Regions from separate parts of the Hordeum vulgare genome. Here regions 1 and 3 are each linked to region 2. A link is a contact called in public Hi-C data. All regions are on one chromosome and are shown on one strand. The core of a region is the stretch at or near the end of the contact, and the rest is flanking DNA. Distances in the headings are between cores, read along the strand shown.

What was found. Hi-C and Micro-C count contacts between places; a contact is called where the count stands out from the background.
Region 1: a contact with region 2 is called in a Hi-C map of seedling, with 6 times the contacts expected there. The contact joins the promoter of LOC123398845 here to the promoter of LOC123452866 in region 2. A contact is called at or near these places in 4 of 6 Hi-C or Micro-C datasets (leaf and seedling) and 1 of 1 datasets of contacts at active chromatin or transcription factors (embryo).
Region 3: a Hi-C map of seedling shows a contact between it and region 2, with 2.5 times the contacts expected there. The contact joins the promoter of LOC123399097 here to the promoter of LOC123452866 in region 2. A contact is called at or near these places in 3 of 6 Hi-C or Micro-C datasets (leaf and seedling).

Annotation. Positions count from the first base shown.
Region 1 is chr5H:265,649,961-265,653,622 of MorexV3_pseudomolecules_assembly, forward strand. LOC123398845 (serine/threonine-protein kinase STY8-like) reads left to right here and starts at 2,403. Exons shown (of 16, transcript XM_045093292.1): 1 at 2,403-2,877; 2 at 3,582-3,662. The coding sequence starts at 2,642.
Region 2 is chr5H:266,192,900-266,196,488 of MorexV3_pseudomolecules_assembly, forward strand. LOC123452866 (transcription factor LHW-like) reads right to left here and starts at 2,279. Exons shown (of 10, transcript XM_045129591.1): 1 at 1,642-2,279; 2 at 883-1,029; 3 at 697-778. The coding sequence starts at 1,733.
Region 3 is chr5H:267,073,783-267,077,197 of MorexV3_pseudomolecules_assembly, forward strand. It overlaps LOC123399097 (exocyst complex component EXO70A1-like), which reads left to right and starts at 1,371. Exons shown (of 12, transcript XM_045093517.1): 1 at 1,371-1,767; 2 at 1,868-1,963; 3 at 2,735-2,940; 4 at 3,102-3,341. The coding sequence starts at 1,603.

The DNA of each region.
Region 1 (3,662 bases), core at 1,153-3,652, 540 kb before region 2:
GGCCGTTGGAAATGTGTCTTTTGGCCATTGGTTGTTCGGCATGTCCAAATTGGTCTTTTCCCATAAGGAAAGGCTACGGCTAAAAATAGTCACATCGCACCAACGTTGTTTGTTGGCTGTTGTGCTTAAGATTTCTGATAAGATTGATTGAGCATCCCCTCCGGAGAGATTTCATTTTAAGATTCATCGAGATAAAACCAAGAATCAAAACTTAGATAGTGGTTGAGCATCACAGTAGATCTGAGTTAGAGTTCATGTACCTGTTACTCTTGAGAGTTGCACACTCTAGACGGATAGGTGTCGACTTGAGTGAGGAAGAGTAATTGTCCTTGCTAAGTCTCCAACAACCAAGAGTCATTGTGGTTCACGGATAAGTCTCTCGAAGGTTTGGAGATCACCGACAAGTATCTACCATGAGTGAAATTTACCGGAGTCTGACCAGCTTCAAATTGAAGGAGAGCATGCCGGAGAGATGTTTGCTCGTGTGTTCAATCACAAGTCCCTCCAACCAGGTGTGGCTCTTTTGTAGAAGAGTGAACTGGTCTATCAAATCAAATGTCGCCATCGAGCACCATTGCCCCGTTTTCTCAACTCATTTTATGCCTATGTTTTGCGACAATTAACTTAATCATGTTCACGTCATTATCTTGCTATACCATTTGATCCGTGTATCGTGTCAAGATATTCTTCGTTCATCTCTTTCAATTCTACTTCCCTGCCATGATTGCATATTTGTGTTTGCAATACTTAAGAATGTATGTCTCTATGCTCGTATGATTTTCATCGAGTGATTACTTTGTCATTCGGTTGAGTTTTATGTTTTCTTCGGCCTTGCGTCTGCTTTTCACATCTTTCCTTATCATTTTACCATGTTAGGTAATGTGTTGTATCGTTGTGCCACAATTATCTATGCAAATGCAATCAACTACTGTATGAAAATAATTATCACTCAGTTCTTTGAAAATCTTTTTGAGTACCCCATCTAAGTTAACCTTCGCTTGTGTTGTATCAGTTTATCTTCAGTGATCCATTTGTCTACTTATCTGTGTTGCTGTGAATGGAATTTAATAAAAGTTTCGCAAGAATTTTTGAATCTCCCATTCACCCTCCTCTGGTCGATATATTGCCGGTCCTTACAAAGGTGCAATCTACAATGCAAATACCTCCAACACTTGTAGGGTCATGTGCTCAAAGCATAGTTGCATTAGCGACATCTGCTATGCCCTTTAGTTTGTTTGTCTAGATCGTCTGAACTTCGTTTGATCGTCTCCCATTTTGCTGCAAAACTTGTATATTTTGCTCACGGATCAACACTCTAGGTCCAACAAGGGCATGAGACGTCGTGCTGTTTGAACTTATGTATACTACTATTATGCACCGTAAGTTTTTATCTGATGTGTTCTATTGTTTTTGTGTGATGTGGTGTTCTTATGTGATGTGTTGTTTTGTGTTTGTATGATGTGAAGTGTTGCAAATTGGTTGTAAAGCCACCACATTTTAAAGGGACGAACAAGACAACTACTTGCACACAGTCAAAAGTTATGTGTTACATGTGCTCATTTGTAAATCACAAATGCAGTCAACCAAACAACAAACCCTATACGGCCAATCAACACGAGTAAATGTTGAATTTTTGTCAGCATTTTCTTAAACAGGCCCAACTAATAAAACAAGGGAAAAGTTTACGTTCAGCCGACGGATCGCACGCGAGCGATCCGCCGGCTCCTCTGTACGAGCGTGTTTCTTTCCTGTAACTTTACCTGTGTTGTAAAATTTTCGTCCGCAAGAATACACACGTTGCAAAACATAAAAACGAAGAAAACGCCAAAACATGCGGAAAGAAAAAGCTGCAACAAAGCGATTGTTTCAGAAACTCGAGCGTTGTTTCAGTAATATTACCGGATGCCCAGCCGCAGCGCGCGGGAAGAAAAAAACTGCAACAAAGCGATTGTTTGAGAAACTCAAGCATTGTTTCAGGAATTACCGGGTGCCTAGCTGAAACGCGCGCGGAGAAAAAAACTGCAACAAAGCAATTGTTTCAGGAATTACCGGATACCCAGCCGAAGCGCGCGCAAAGAAAAAAAAACTGCAACAAAGCAATTGTTTCAGAAACTCGAGCATCGTTTCAGTAATTAGGCCAAAGCCCCGCGTGCGGATCGGATGAATGAGATCGGCTAAATGCACAAAATCAAACGGCTGTGAAGGTGACAGATCATTGAAAATAATCCGTCGATGGAAGCGTAGGGTTGCCCATAAAACAAACAAACAAACATGCAAAATTCCAAAAATAATGTAAACAACCAAACAGCCCATGAGTGAAGCCGGACGTACGGAGGGTGGGGCATTTCGTCGCCACGGAAAGACCATTTCAACCCTGGTATGGCATCAAATTTACTTCCCCACACCTCGCGCCTACTCACTCGAGCCATCATCGTCTTCCTCTTCTTTCTCCCCCTCCCCCACTCCTATCCTTCTCCCTTAAGTGCTCCAACTACCCAGTAGTGCCCACCAACCCGCGAACCTTCTAGAACACGCCGTCGGTTGAGCGGGACGGAACCCTAGATGAGCGCCGGAGCTTGGAGGGGACGGACGATGCGCGCCGGTTGACCCGCTCGGGCGGCGGCGGAGGGTTTGCGGGGGGATGGCAGTGGCAGCTGAGGGTGGGGGCGTGGAGGAGGGCGTGGGGGAGAGCTCTTCTCCTCCGCGTAGCGCGCCGCCCGCGCCTGCCGTGTCGGGCGGGAGCGGCGGAGGCGGGGGAGCCCCCCGCGACATCTGCACCCAGGTGTTCGAGCGGCTCGTCGCCGACGGCAACGAGGAGGCGGCAGGCCCCGACTTCCGCGTCCAGCTCGAGGCCCATTTCGCGCGGCTTCCATTCAGGTGATCGGTTAGCTCTGCCAATGTCACTCGGTAGCGCAGTTCAGATGGTTTTGGGCTTCTCTGTTAGGTCTCGTGATGGTTAATGGCTAGTATCGTGCTAGCATATAAAAACTGCTGCCCCGGTGACACTCGAGCTTCCAGTGTTCACTTGTGTTTCATTCGCTGGGAGTGTTGTGGTGTTGGACTTGTCTACGGAATTGAACCGACTCAGTATTTTTTTGCTCGGGGAATCGATCTGTTTACATTTTATCTACAGTAATGTCGAGTTGGACAATCAGCAGTCTTACTATGCTCACTCGATTTTGAACTGGCCTCCTCTGGGCTTAAGCTAAGCTTCGAGGTAAATCAAGTGAATATTACTGCATTCAGATCCTTATCTTCCAGAAAGGAGTTCTTGTTCTGGACGCTTGCCCTTTACTTGGCTGCTGGTCTGTTATGCTTCTGGTTATGTGGTATTTTATGTTCGTATAGAATGGATGAATTGTTGGTTAAATTCTTGTGTTATTCTCGTATTCACCATTTGCAAATCCTCTTCTCTGTGGGAGTTGTTCCCTTTTTTATACCACCACCTCATATCAGGAAATGAAGCTGTTGAGGTCATTATTTAGGATTCAGTATTCCTAGGCCAGTTAATTATTTCTTCTTTGTCTTTTGTACACTCATAGGGCTAATATTGGTTCATCTTTGTTTTTGTCATTCTGTAGCTATCAACTTGATATCAATGTCGACAAATCAGCAGATGTCTTGGTCCATCAGAAGGTCTTGGCGGAAGCAAAGGATCCTCT
Region 2 (3,589 bases), core at 1,029-3,528:
ACCAGAAGACAACAGCTTATTGTTCCGTTATGAAAGGACACATAACAATTGGAAATAACAAAAACAACCAGAGCAATTGGTAAAATCAAGTTGCATTGTTATTAAAAGAAAATTAGAAATCATCATGGAAAAAGATCATGGTTAGCTCAAGCCTATGTGGCAAATCATGTTAAGTTGTTAATGAGAACCTCTACATGATTTCCACTAGTTCAAATACCATTTGTGTGCTTTTGCAACTAGCTTATCCAGTGACCACTTATTTGGTAGAACAATACATCAAACTCACTACAAGCAAAAAAATTCAACACAGAAGGAACAAATGTGTGAGGACAAAATAGCCCCACAAGGATTGTTGCGATGACATAAATTGCTGCACAGCATGCTATTAGTGACACGGCGGCAAAAATGAACCAGACACAACTGAATTAGGGTTACGGGCATGTTTGGTTCACGACCAAGTTGGCCACAACTAACCTTACCCAAACCGTGGCTGCCACAAAAAGTGTGGTGAATAAAATGGCCACCACAGGTGTGGCAAGATTTGGCAAATAAATGAGTCTATGACATCAGGACCATGTAGTTAGAAAAGTGTGGCAATAAACCAAACACATGCCTAAGGTTTTGCGGCATGACTAATGTTAGGTGTGGCAGTCATATTTATATCAGTTCACCACGAGAATGAAGAAGAATTTATACCTCGGATCTGAGCCTGTGATCATCGGCAGTATCATGGATAATCCACTGATGACTCCCAGTAAAAGCGGCACGACCGATGGTACTGAAAAAACAGAAATTGTAGCATCTATCCATCAATAAAAGAAATCAACCAAGAACGTTGTACTAGCTAGTAACAAACAGATTATGTTCCTGGTTCTTCCTTACCCTTCTCCAACAACATGAACCTGCGATGTCATAACCTTCCTAACTAGGGTGCACACGGTGCCACCTGATTCACAGCCAACCTCAGAAGCCTCGGATCCAGTTGGACAAGATGCGTGGCCACAGAAGCCATCCTCCCACACTAGATGCCTGCACATGACCAAGGGAAAACAATGCGCGCAAATCATCAAACAAAACCCAAATTCTCAGCGCATCAAGAAGTTTAATTCACATTGCATCTAGTATTCCTCCATGACCCCCACACCGTGTCCCCATTTCTCTCTCCCCAGAAAAAAAAAAGCTTGCACGGAATTGCAACATCTCGCACATCCACGCTCTTTTAAGCCTCGGGAGCTAATACGAACTTACACAGACAAGGCAGTAGCTTTTTGGTTCATGTTCCTTGTTGTAAAGGCATTACTAAGTTTGCAAGCATGAGTGAACGCCCACACGTCCCGAGCGTACGGGCGTTCTTTTTCCAGCACTATCTTTCCCACAACGAAAAGGAGCCCCTTATTAGTAATTGCTGAGGAATATACCCATCTACGAATCTTTCCTCGCGCACGCTTCAGTCGTACGAGGCAAATCTAGCTGAAATGGAATGTTCAAGAAGACTATGAACCCAGAAAAATAAACAAAAGACACTGAAGTCTGTGGGGGAGAAAAACTAGAAGTTCGTTTAACATTTTCCGCAAGATCGAGCGGGAGGAGAAGATTGTGAGACCAAAAAAAAAAAGTTGAAGAGAAGGATGGAAGGCTTACACGGGGTCAGCAGCGCCGATGGCCTTCCAGAAGACGGCGTAAGACCACCCGACCTCCTCGCAGAGCCGCCGCAGCGCCTCCCCCACCGCCATCCCCGCAGCCCAACGGAACCCTAACGAGCAAACCCTAGCTTCTCCGACGGGGGGAGAGGGCGACGAAAAGACAAACAAGGACGCTGCTGCCTCCCTAGGCGCAGCGAGAGCCGGCGCGCCCGGCCTGACTCGCGCGGACCACGCCGTCCCTCCTCTCCGCCGCAAGCGGAGCGCCAATACTTACTCCGTCGGCCGCCGGCGCGCGAAGGCAAGCGGACATCAGTGGGGCTCGCCGACACCCACGGGCGCTGGTCCCAGCGTCAGTGGCGACCTCGGGACCACGGCGCAGCAGCAGAGAGATGAGATTCCCAGGCAGGTGAATGGCGCGGAGTCCCCGGGGGAGCGTCGGAGCCGCACGGCGGCGGGCGAGCGAGCGAGCGAGCAATGTGGTATTGGATTTTGCTGCGCGTCCTCGTCAATCTCTCTCTTTCTTCCTTCTCCGCTTTCGCTTTGGCGTCTTTGGTTCTCACTCTGGTCTAGTCTGGTCTGCGAGCCTTGGACTCGCCTCTTTGGGGTGTGCTTGGCTTTGGCTTGTGCTGTGTGAGTGTGAGAGTAAAATTTCGTTCTGGCTTTTTCTTTGTCGCTTTCTTTGCTTGCCCCTCCTTTTCCTTTGGCCCTCGCGGCTCCCGAGGCAGGCATCATTCCCTCCACGAGAGGCAGGATGGGCATTCCACGGGCTAATTACCCTCGTCCCCTCTTCTTTTTTTTTCCACTACTATAGTAACTAGAGTATGCCCGAGCGCATTGCTGCGAAAATCTTGCTAAAAAAACACATAAAAGTAATTAAAGAATATCTATAATTAATGAAAGGCAAATCTAAGCTTAAAAATAAAAAATATAAAGGGTACAAAAAGAAAAAAACATCATTTTAATAAAAATGTGAGCTACATAGGAATGGTGGAAACGACGACGAACACATATATTTTTAATAAAAGATCTAATGCAAGAAATAACTTCCCAATAACATGAATGAATTAGTGATGTGGTGCTTGCATGCATAAAGTAATGTAAAAAATAATGTAATTTATGACTTGCATGCATTACTTTCTCTTGAGGCATAGTTAAATGTCTAGAAAAAATAGCTAGTGGATACTAGCTATTTAAGAATAAAAGATTTGACCTAGGTTAAATAGTGCTCGTCTCCAACATATCACCCGTGCGGTGGTGAATGTCGGAAGAAATGAAAGGGGGTCAAAGTTAAAAGGTCAAATATTGTTAATTATTTAGTTCAAAAAAAAAATTGTACAAATACTAGCATTTTTTCTTTTTCGATTTTGGAGGGGGGACTCGAGCTTGTTGAAGCCCCCCTTCCCCCCGCTAGATTCGCCATTGATCCTGTGCTAACTGTTAATTCTAACTATAATCATATGTTCATACTCAAAACATTATCGTTTTTAATTTTCTGCAACATGTTTCATGTTGCAAAACCTTTTTCTTAATTTTCTATAACAAGATTTTTGTTGCATAAATTGTAGCAATATTTTTCGCCGCCGCGTCTAATTTTATACAACAACAACCTTGTTGAAAAAAAATTGAAACAACATCTTCGACCACATCATGCTATTTGTGCAGCCGCCGCTGCCTCTGTTCTGCAAGTTGCAGAAACATGTTTTAAAGTTGTTGTTGCAAACAACAACATGGGGCCGAGCGCTAGTAGTGAACGTGGACATATACGTGTGGAGCCAGTGTCGGTAAGCTAGTTGCAAAGCCACTTCCGGAAACAAGTACCAGTTGCTAAAACGTACAGACGAAAGAGTTGCTCTCGTCCATCCGATTAAGACTACATCCTATGGATGCGGAGACGACGGACACCATGCAACGGTGTGCTGGTTAAGACTACATCAGATACTTGAAAA
Region 3 (3,415 bases), core at 121-2,620, 880 kb after region 2:
ACATCTCTTACAAGATTCTCAAATTCATACAAAATCATGCAAACAAAAAAAACCTATGTACTATGTAGAAAGCTAACTACACCTCGTTAGAGATTTCGATCTCCGTGCCCTCCGGCAAATAAATGTGCAGCAGTTGCAGTTCGACCCCATCCGACCCTCCGTTGTGGCCCCTCTAGTGCCTGTGGTTGCTCCGTTGCGGCCTCCTCCGCCGCTATCTCCATGTTGAGCTCATCGAAGAGGGTGTCGGCCTCCTTCTTCCTCTCCCGGATGAGCCTACGGTTGGCCTCCACCTGACCCTTATCCCGGATGAAATCAAGGATGGCGTGTTGATGCTCCGCCATCTCCTCGGCTTGGGCGACGACGAACTCCGATTTTGCCTCCGCCATGTTCAAGCCCGGAGAAGGCTCGTCCGCCTCGTCCTCCTCCATCGCCTCGTGCATCTCCTCCTCTTTCTCCGGCTCCAGGGAGTCCGGAGGCACACCCGCAGGGATGCGGGCTATGCGCCGAGCCTGGATCTCCGCCTCGATCTGCATCCGGCGCTCCGGCATGAGTATAGCGTACGTGGTGATCCTACGACGGACCATACTAACGTAGAAGAGTAGGGGAGAGGAGGCAGACGGGCTCGGGAGGCAGTAGAGGGAGGGAAGAGTTGGATGTGCTACGGCTGGGGGACGTCCGACGGTTTAAATAGCCGGCTATGGCCTCGGGCGATGAGCCGGAGCGGCGCCATGTGGCGTTCACAACGCGATGACGGTCGAGGCGTCCGTTAAAACGTCGGGTTTCCGAGCGTGTCATGCATGGAGCCCCATCATCAAGCCGACGTGGCGGCCATGCTCGGACGCCCCATATTCGCCTCATATTTGGGCTGGATAGAAGGGTGTCGATCGGCCTGGACGTTTAAGACTCGTTTAAGGGGCACGACTAGGTCGGTCAGTGACCGGAAGGTGTGTCCGAACATTTAAAACGGATATAAGAGGTTCGGTTATGGATGCTCTAATACTGCTCTTACATGTGCTTAATGCCCAATGATTTCATAGCCCAGGCAAGTTGGATCTTCATGATTTTGCAGTCCGGAATGTAAGAATTCCATGAATATCAATACATGGTGCCTTTTGGCGCCTCCCTTTTGTTCGAGAAAAAGTAAAAAAAGGAAAAGGGAAATCCGTTGTAATAGGTTGGGCCTAAAAACAAAAGCCGGTGTAGTAGGGCCTGCGAGCAAAAGCCCGTTATGATAAACTAGGAAAGCTAATCTGGACCGTCTGCTTCCGAGGGCAGACCCACACGGAAGTGTCCTACCCACGCATCTCATAGCACCTCTCCTCCGCGGCGATATGGGTCCACAACACAGGCCGGGAGACCAAGGCAGCAAACACCGCCTCTTCGTATCTCACTGTCCTTCCAGAACCTTCCGGAAGGATCCCCTCCCACCACCGCCCCTTCCGAACACGGGACCCCTCGCCGTTCCCCTCCCCCAACCCTCTTCGTTCTCGGCAGCATTCCCTCCTGCTTGAGTCTTCTCTTCTCGGAGCGCTTTCGCAGCGGGGACAGCGTGGCCAGTTGAAACGTGAGTCGACTCCTGGTCCTGGGAGGGTGGTTGTCGCGATGGCAACGGAGCTTCCGGAGACGATGGACGCGCTGGCGCAGCAGGTGAGCGTGCTCCGGGCCTCGCTGCAGAGCAGCCAAGGGAACACGGAGGGCATGGTCGCCATCCTCGGCTCCTTCGACGAGCGCCTCTCCGAGCTCGAGGCCACCATACACCCCATCCAGGTACTCTCGTGCCCATTTCCGCTTGGTCTCAACGTCTCGTCGAATTTGAGGGAGAGCCGCGGGAGCGTGGGGCGTCTGATTTTGGGTGGTGGTGGTGCAGGTGAGGGCGCACGCGACCCAGATGGCGCATGAGAACATCGACAAGGCGATCAAGGTCGCCGACGACATCCTCGCCCAGGTCGTCATCGTCCGCGAGGTGCGTGAACGTGCTCTCCTCGTCCCCTTCGTGCCTGAATGCTTTCCATCCTCAACCGGTGCTCTGGCCTGCGTGCCTGATCGCAGGCAGTTTGTCCGCTTGCTGCTGCCCCGTAGAGTGTTTCCTTCATTTTATAAGTATTGTTTTGTTTTGCCCCCCTTTGGGCTCTCTGTACATGACTACATGTAACACTGTCGCTGTTCCTTGTTAAGTGATGAAAGAAACCGATGACGCCCCAGAGGCTATAACTGATTCTCCCAGTCCCAGTATATACAAAAGATGGTAACCCCTTTTGGTTTGGTTGGCAAGGAGCCGAGGCATTGCATGCATTGGGAGGGGATTGAGAGCGCCGAATTTGTCTTGCTTTGGCATTTGGAGGATGTGTTTGACTAGTTTTGGACTTGGACTTTCATTAACAAAGATTGGTACGTGCATATTTTACATTTGGAGGTGATTAAAGGCGCATAGATAATAGATTGGTGGTGAGATAGTTACCATGTTGGTGTAGTTGTGAAGTGCATTTGTTCTTTTACTAGCAAGGGAATGATTAGCTTCGTTAGTTTTGTTCATGTGGTAATTAATTTCTATAGCACTTTCTATGCAGAGACTGCTCTTTTTAGACAGGTAATCATGTTTAAATTCGTTATAGTTGCACTCTTGCACCAACGAATTTTGTTCTATTTCGAGCTATTTTAGACAGGTAATCACTGTTAAATTAGTTTATTACTTCGTTTGGAACTTTCATTTGCATGTTGTCCTTTTGAGCTTTAGGCAGAAGCTACGATACTGAGGGGGCCCCATGTGGATCTGGAGAGCTACCTGAAAGCTGTGGGTCGTCTGAAAGACGTTGTTGGTTTTTTCTCCTTGAGAGACAACTTTACGAGTAAAGAACGATTTCTGAATGATGTAAACGTTCTCTTATCTAAGTCTTCTCTGATGATCGAGGAAGAATTCAAGCGGTTGATGATAACATACAGGTTGATAATTTACACCCATTTCTGAAATCTTAACTGTTGGTTCCTTGTATATTGCTGGAGGAACTATTCCTGTATTCCTGAACCTCTCCTTAGCCTCAAAGATAATACGTTAGTTCTTCTAATACCATTTTCCATCTATGCTGTTATATCTCTGCTTTCAGCAAACCTATTGAGGGTGATCTTATATTGGGTTCGCCTCCAAAGCTTCAATGGGCGTCAGATGGTGATGCTGAAGCAGATGGACGGAATTCCGCGCACTCTGAGCATCCATCCAAACGCTTGGAAACTGCTATTTGCAGGACTCCAACACTGATCCCCACTAGAATATTACAACTTCTTCATACTATAGCTCAGAAATTGGTTCAGGATGGAAATCAGCAGTCATGCTTCAAAATTTACAGGTAGGCTTTGAGCTGAGGGTTTAACATGAGATGGTTCTCGTGATCTCATCATTGCCAAAAGACTTATATCTGAT